Linked DNA regions of Mus musculus: region 1 is linked to region 2. A link is a contact called in public Hi-C data. All regions are on one chromosome and are shown on one strand. Each heading gives the region's core, a stretch centred on a gene start, on an enhancer-like site or on the middle of the called end of the contact. The rest is flanking DNA. Distances are from core to core; before and after follow the strand shown. Region 1 overlaps Spon1 (spondin 1, (f-spondin) extracellular matrix protein). Region 2 overlaps Spon1 (spondin 1, (f-spondin) extracellular matrix protein).

The links. Hi-C and Micro-C count contacts between places; a contact is called where the count stands out from the background.
Region 1: a contact with region 2 is called in a Hi-C map of uterus, with 5 times the contacts expected there. The contact joins two enhancer-like sites. A contact is called at or near these places in 5 of 484 Hi-C or Micro-C datasets (the HPC-7 cell line, nephron progenitors and uterus) and 2 of 115 datasets of contacts at active chromatin or transcription factors (heart atrium and large pre-B cells).

Annotation. Positions count from the first base shown.
Region 1 is chr7:113,960,861-113,964,476 of GRCm38.p6, reverse strand. All of the region lies in intron 6 of Spon1 (spondin 1, (f-spondin) extracellular matrix protein), which reads right to left. Among named protein-coding and RNA genes, the nearest start is that of Gm51454, 74 kb to the left of the region's middle. Within about 2 kb of position 2,151, at least 55 of the 459 cell types and tissues checked have an H3K27ac peak or open chromatin away from gene starts, as enhancers often do. A contact at or near this core is called in uterus, where this site is marked.
Region 2 is chr7:113,790,980-113,794,548 of GRCm38.p6, reverse strand. The region is part of intron 2 of Spon1 (spondin 1, (f-spondin) extracellular matrix protein); the gene reads right to left. Among named protein-coding and RNA genes, the nearest start is that of Spon1, 27 kb to the right of the region's middle. Within about 2 kb of position 2,293, at least 24 of the 459 cell types and tissues checked have an H3K27ac peak or open chromatin away from gene starts, as enhancers often do. A contact at or near this core is called in uterus, where this site is marked.

The DNA.
Region 1 (3,616 bases), core at 902-3,401, 170 kb before region 2:
GCCTTTGTCCTTTTGTTTGCTACCTTAAAAAAAACTAAACCAATGAAAGCAAAATATAATAAAATCCCCCAATAATTACATAAAGATGCTATACAAACTTCATGGCTGGCTGGCATTTGCCGCTTGGAAGGCAGTTCAGAGGGGCCAAATGTTTCATGCATGAAAACAAAGATTATTTGAAAGTTGAATACATAAAAAGGCAAGTTGCCTTGGATCTTGGATGCCTCTTGTCTGACTCTTATGGCTTTTGTAATCGGCATAATTTTGGCAAAAAAAAAAAAAAAAGTAGACTTCCAGCTGTTTCAAGTCACAGATGTATTCTTTTTTGGGGTTGCTCTAAAAATATGTACAGACTGTTTCCTTACGTTTTAAATCAGGATTCTCTTGATGGATTTTTGCTTTGATTTGGAATCTGTTGGTCCAGGGCTGTTGAGAGTGATCTGGATACTAACTTCGTCTGGAAGAAAACTTCCAGAGCCATAAAGCCAGGCCGCCTTTGCTGTCTCTCCACTTCCATTTGGTAATTCACGCTGTGTGCCCAGACCCAGAAGTTGACAAAGAACAAAGTGTGCCTGGCTGTTTTAAGAGTGGGGGGAGGAGAGAGATTCCTCTACATTAAGGGAGGAAGAGGGTGTGAGAAGACTGGTCATAAATTAGGGAAAATGTTTAAGCTGTCAATATATAACCCTTTGTCTGTCACTCTTATATATGGACTCACCCCAGGCAGACACTGGTTCATATCCATCTAAGTCCTGTCCCCACTGGGGACACGTGGAGCAAGAGTTGAAAACCCAGCCTGTGACTATTGTGGGACACCTGAGAGACAACAGAGGACCCTGACAAAGAAGGGTGGACAATATCATCTGGAGAAGAAAGTGAAGACCCAGATGCTTGAAAGAGGGACAGGAGATGAGATATGGGGGAGACGGTTGAACTGGTGGGAAGGAACCAAGCCCTGGAGCCAGCAGGCAGGGACACGGCCCAGTGTCCCTCTTGCTCTCTGGTTTGGACAAGAAAGCTGCTGCTGTGTGTGCTCTGTGCTCAGGAGTTACCCTCATGCGTCAAATGGCAGTGGTAACATGTCTGCTTTATGCAGGGTTAAAGGGAAGGATCCTAACATGGTACTGAATGCCTAGCAGGAGATCAAAGCATCAGTAAGTCGTGACAGTGATCATGGACTCCATGGAGACAGGATTTTTAAAAAATTAGTGCTAATGGACAGATGTGAGAGATATTTTACAATATCACAAATTGGGGGCATATGAACCAGGACAATAGTTGCTTTGCCTATAAGATTAGAAAAAATAAAAGAGGGGATTTCCAGAACTGGTAGGGGCAGGGGACGGACACTTGGACATGCCATTGTATGAGAATGGCCTGTTTGGGAACTATTTGGTAATATCTATGATAGCTGAAAAGGACAAATACTCATGAACTCAACTATTCGACTTCTGGAAACTCATTATGAATAAGTAAAAAAACAGGTAAACACACATAAGTAGATATTATGAATGTTTACCGCATAACTGTTTATAGCAGCAGTGGCACAAAATTGAAGACGACCTAAATGTCTATCAGTCAGAGAAAGTAGAACATAGCACAGGGTTCCCTGCAGTGGAGTATAAGAATGAGACAGAGCGGTGTTTGGAAAGCTATCCATAAGAGTACATAAAGTAAAATAAAGTAGTATGCTGCCCAGCAAGTATAGCGCTGCTCTATCATTGTAAAAATGTCCTATACATAGATAGATACCAACATCTGTGTAAATGTGATAAAGGGTTAGAGATGACACATACCTAGCTGAGAAGGGGACCACTATTCAGGGTTAGAAGGTAATATGAGAACTGGCTAATACTCTTTAAAAAATAATATATACGTTATTTGTAGCAACAGGAGTCTCCCATGTATCCCAGCACACAGTGAGAACAAGTCAAAATAATGATATAATGATTGATAATTGTTCAATCAGTGATGGAGCACCAAACCATGACTTTCTTATCTGCTTCTGAAATGGCCCTAGCTTGCACAGCTGCTGAAGGAGGCCTAGGCATAGGCCCCTCCCTGGTCTCTGGACAGCTTGTTCTATGCTCTTTTAGGGAGGTTCACACAGGGTTTCAAGCACACGCTGACCTGGGCCACTGTGATCCAGATGTTGGCTAGGACAGGAAAAACCCAATTGTGAAACTGTCCTCAGAGTTCAAAGTGCTGAGCCCAAATGCTACCCTGTGCGTGCCAAGGCCCCGGCATTGCAAAATGCACGTAGTTATACAAACTCAAGAAAACCAAATGTTCTTCCTCCCAGTGTTATCAGAAGAATTCCAGCTCATGGATTAAGATAGCATCAAGTGACATTCCTGGATGCTTTCCCCTGTCTAACTGCCCATGTTTCCAGAGAGACAGCTGCTGGTTTTTGAAAGGATGTCATTTCATAAATTTCAGTCCTCTCTTGTGGAAGTTCACAAAGCATTTAAGGCCTCAAGACTCGGTGTCTAAGTGGGCTTCAAAAATCAGCTTAAACATCAAACTGTTCCTTCCCATTATGTTCACTTGATCAGACAAATTCTAGACATCTGAGAAGATGTGCTCTCTGACTTAGAAGGATTTAATGGATTGAGGTGGCAATAGCAAGGAAGGGGCTGGAAGTAGGATGGCAGCAGGGATGGGAGGTGGGGCCAGAGCTGAGAAGATGCCAGGAAGCCTCTGGAGGCAGAGAGCTGAGCCAAGGACACCCAGGCTTGGAGAGATACTCAGCCTCTGCAGAGGGCTTAGGCAGCAGGGTAGAAAGCTAGGTCTGTGGCAGTGGGCTTAGGCACAAGGCCAACGGGAATTGCCCAGATGGCAGGACTCTGAGTGGATATGATCTCTAGCAGGAGAGAGCACGTGGGAAACCATGCAGAAGAAAGGGGCTGGAGACTTGACAGAGAAGACAATGTTTGCTCCTTGATTCACCTTCCATGTCAGCTCTGTTTGACGTAGGGGCTAAAGCATTTTTTAGATCCTTAACAAGATTGCAGAGGGACTCTATAGTCATCTCATGGACGTGCAGGCTGCCTCTAATTTCTATTAGGACCATCCACACAGCAAACCTTCCTGTGCATTGGACTCTTCCTGTATTGAGGACGATTTCCTAAGAATAGATTCTGAGAAGTGGAACAACTGGGTCAAAGGAAAGGAACATATTTTATGTGTCTTAATATACAGTGGAGAGCATTTGGAGAGCCAAATTGCTTTCCAAAAGGTTGGTTGAACCCAATCGCTTTCATTTCAAACAAGATTTTATGGGTGATTATGCAGGCCTTTAATGAGATGTTTGGCTCAGAAATGATAGTACAAAATCTGACATTTATTCTGTGCTAATCATAGCTTTTCTACCCGTGCTCTTATTTAATCCTCACAACAAGGCAGTGTGACAGACATTGTTCTGCTGGTTTCACAGATGAGGAGACAAGCTCACTGAGATTAAGCACATTCCCAAGGTCACATGCTCAGTGGGACGGGTAGCTTTCTCTCCATTTCATGCTGCGTCCCTCCCCCCCGACTCCCCAGTTTGTTCCAAGAACACAAACCAACCGACAATGATGTAACAGAAAATGATGTAAGCGAGAGGCTTTCTGAG
Region 2 (3,569 bases), core at 1,044-3,543:
TTTCTTCTATAAGTTGTCTTGGTCATGGTATCTTAATATGGCAATAAAAAGGTGATCAAGACTATGTTAAACACTGTGACCAAAAGCAGCTCAGGAGGAAAGAGATTTTGTGGCTTATAGCTTATAGTTCATCACAAGGGAAATTGGGACAGGAATTTATAGGCAGGAACTGGAACAGAGGCCATGGAGGGGTGTTGCCTACTGGCTTGCTCTCCAGGCTTACTTTCAGCCACTGTTCTTATACAACCCAGGACTACCTTCCCAGGGGTGACACTGCCCACAATGGGCTGGGTACCTCCACACCAATCATTCAACAAGAAAATGTCCCAGGGACTTGCCTACAAGCCAATCTGATAGAGGCATTTTCTTAATGGAGGTTTTCTTTCACCAGATGACCTTTGCTGTATGTGATGGTTTGAATGAGAATGGTCTCCATAGGTTTGTATGTTTGCATGCTTAGTTCCCCCAGTTGGTGGAACTATTTGAGAGGGTTTAGGAGGTATGGCTTTGTTGGATGAGGTTTGTCAAGATGTATCAAGTTGATGAAAAACTAAGTATTGCAGAAGATATCTGAGAGAAGATAAATTAGTGTTTTGTGACAAAGATTTGCTGAGCTCTGATGGTGTGTAAGACCCGAACTCCACATCAAACACATTATCCTGAAAGAAATCAACAGCTCCTAGTCTCATGGAACTTCCAGCAGAGAGGAACAGAATTAAAATACTGTAGGAAACCAATAGAAAAGAGGTACCCACAATGCTAGTGTGGGTGTGCAAACTTTTGCCCAGTCATAATCTGATCCCCACTTCCAGTGGAACAGCTCTGAGGTTGTTGCTAAAAATCGGTGACTGAGCCAGATGTGGTCCACATCTGTAATCTCAGCACTTAGGAAGTGTCTCTTATGACAGTTCGTTCAGCATCACAACTCAACGGAAATGCTTTCTACCATTTGAATTCCCAAAGGGAAGGGTGGTCCTAGCAATGTTACCAGTCCTTGGCCCATTAGTTTTTGTTGTTGTGTTGTTGCTGTTTTTCTTTTTTAAACAAAAAAACCTTTACTGTGACCTGTCAGAAATATCTAGGGAAGCATTAAAACGTGATGGGTCTTCACACAGAGTGACTGAAGGCCTTCACATGCATTCCTCTATTGCTCCTCTTCTCCAGCTACAAAATTTTTTCCTCCTTAAAATATACCTCAAAAGTTATCATCTTCCTAAAATTTTTTCTGCCCTTCAACTTTCTATAAATGACAATTTTTAAAAGATGTATCTTATTTTTCAGTACATGTATGAACGTGTGTGTGTGTGTGTGTGTGTGTGTGTGTCTTCCTTTAATTAGGGTTGCTTGTGTGAGGATGGGTGGGAGGTAAGTGCCTCCCCCTCTTCTGTAGCCATGAACTACCAATGGCTCCTTGCAGAAGAACAGGACCTCCCAAGCTCCTCCCCCATCCATGATTGACAAGCCCAATCTCAATTAGGTCTTATTCGAGTAGCCACAGCTGCTGTGAGGTCACAGGGCAGCAGCCCAGTCCAGACCAGAAGGCAACATCTTACATTACCCTTTTCTTCAGGATTGGTTGGCTAATGTAATGAGAAGAAAATTTCTTATAAATACAAGGACTATGCCTGAGAATAAGTGTGCGATACTATTTCAGCTTTAGACAAATATGTCAAAACTTCTTTTGGGGTTCTAAAATGGTTCAGAACCCATTCGTTGTTAATAAACTTTTATTGTTGGTGATGAGGTCGTGGAAAGTTTTAAGAATAAGAATTTGAGTCTTGTTTGCAGGAGTTGGGGCTCATCTCAGGCAAATGTTCCTGAGACTTTCACTATTTGACTAACTGACACTCACAGGTCCTGAGTCAAACAGAAAGATTACCATCTTGAACTTCAGTGCAAACAGTGTGCTTAAAAATCTGTCAATAAATATGTGAGTGTCCAAGCCTGTGCTGGGCAGATTTGTTGAGGGTGGAGAATACAGTAACAGAGGAGATAAATAAAACCCCATCTCGTGGGAGGCATGGTGGAAGGGACAGACAGTGCACATATCTGCAAGAGAAACAGGCAGGGCAGTCTGTCGTTGCTAATAAACACCAAGAGTAGGTGCAGACAGAAAACAAAGAATCCAGCTCAGGGTCAAGGTGGCAGGGCAGTGTAGCTTTAAATGGGGTGATCAGGACCCAGCTCCTTTGGAAAAGGACATCTGGGGCTGAGACAAGGCAAGAGTGAGCTGGACTGTGTTCTGGGCCAGGGACCAGGGAGCAGTTTGTTTTTAGTGAGCTGAATTGTGAAGACTGGCGAGTTACTTTTGTACAGACAGTACGGTCTCTGAACTCCTTGTCACTTGCAATTAACCATGAGTACACCCAGCTAGCTCATAAAAAGATCCAGTGTCTCTCCCGCTCTGGCAGCTAGACACCGTCATGTGCCAATGCCACCACCCTGGAACCCACTGCTGGAGCAGAGGAGGGACCCCACCCCTTCTCTGGGACATCTGCAGGAGCCAGCAGAGCAGTAACCCTTGCTGTCCCCTTTCTTCCCCGCTAAGCCCAAAGCAGCTCCATTGCTTCCGTTGCTCTTATGCATGGTGGTCGAGTCTATGTTTTCTGCTAAGCCCTCAGACATTTAGAAGCATAACAAGCCATCTGAGACCCCTTTAGAACCAGGAAGATGTGGTCAGCGAGATGGCTCAGCAGGTAATAATGGTGCTTGCTACTAAGCCTGATGACCTTTTCGATACCCAGCCCAACTATGAAGGAGAGAACTGAGTCCTGCAAGTTGCCCTCTGACCTCCACGTGTGTGCAGAGGTGTATATACTCGACCTTATCCCCTCCACACACACATAAGTAAATATTCTTTAAAATATTTAAACGAACTAAGTATGTGGACTTTATCTAGATTTACACAGACTTGTAAGATTTCTTTTTTTGTGTGTGTGAGTGTTCTGTCTACATGTATGTATGTGCAGAACATATGTGCCTGGTGCCCACAGAAGGCATGGGATTCCCTAGGATTGAAGTTACAGAGAGTTGTGAGCTGCTATGTGGGTGCTGTGAACAAACCTGGGTCTTCTGCAAGTGGATCGAGTGCTCTTAAGTGCAGAGCCATCTCTCCAACCTCAGTTTACCCAAGTTTTGCAGTTATTAAGTACTCCAGGGAGTTTCCAGGGATGGAAATGTATATTTAGCTACTTTTAAAATGCCATTTTCAAAAAAACAATGTCATTTTCAAAAATGGCAGCAGTGCTTGTAATTTGTGTATTCCTATTCTAGTGGGTGTCTTGACTCCTTGTTCTACCTGTCAACTGCAGAGGCTGACTTGACTGGACGATGGCAAGGAGGGTACAGTGAGTGTCACCAGGTCAGGACAATCTCAGCTTGTCCTACCACTGTCCCCAATGCTCAGTCAGTGCATGGCGCAGGAAGCACCCTGTGATACCAAAATGAATGAATGAATGAATGAATGAATGAACCGAGTCAATGAAAGATGACACTTTTCAAATGTGTCCACACTACAGGAGAGGTCCAATGGGGATCTGGTCTATGATCCCCCTCCTAACCTCAGAAAC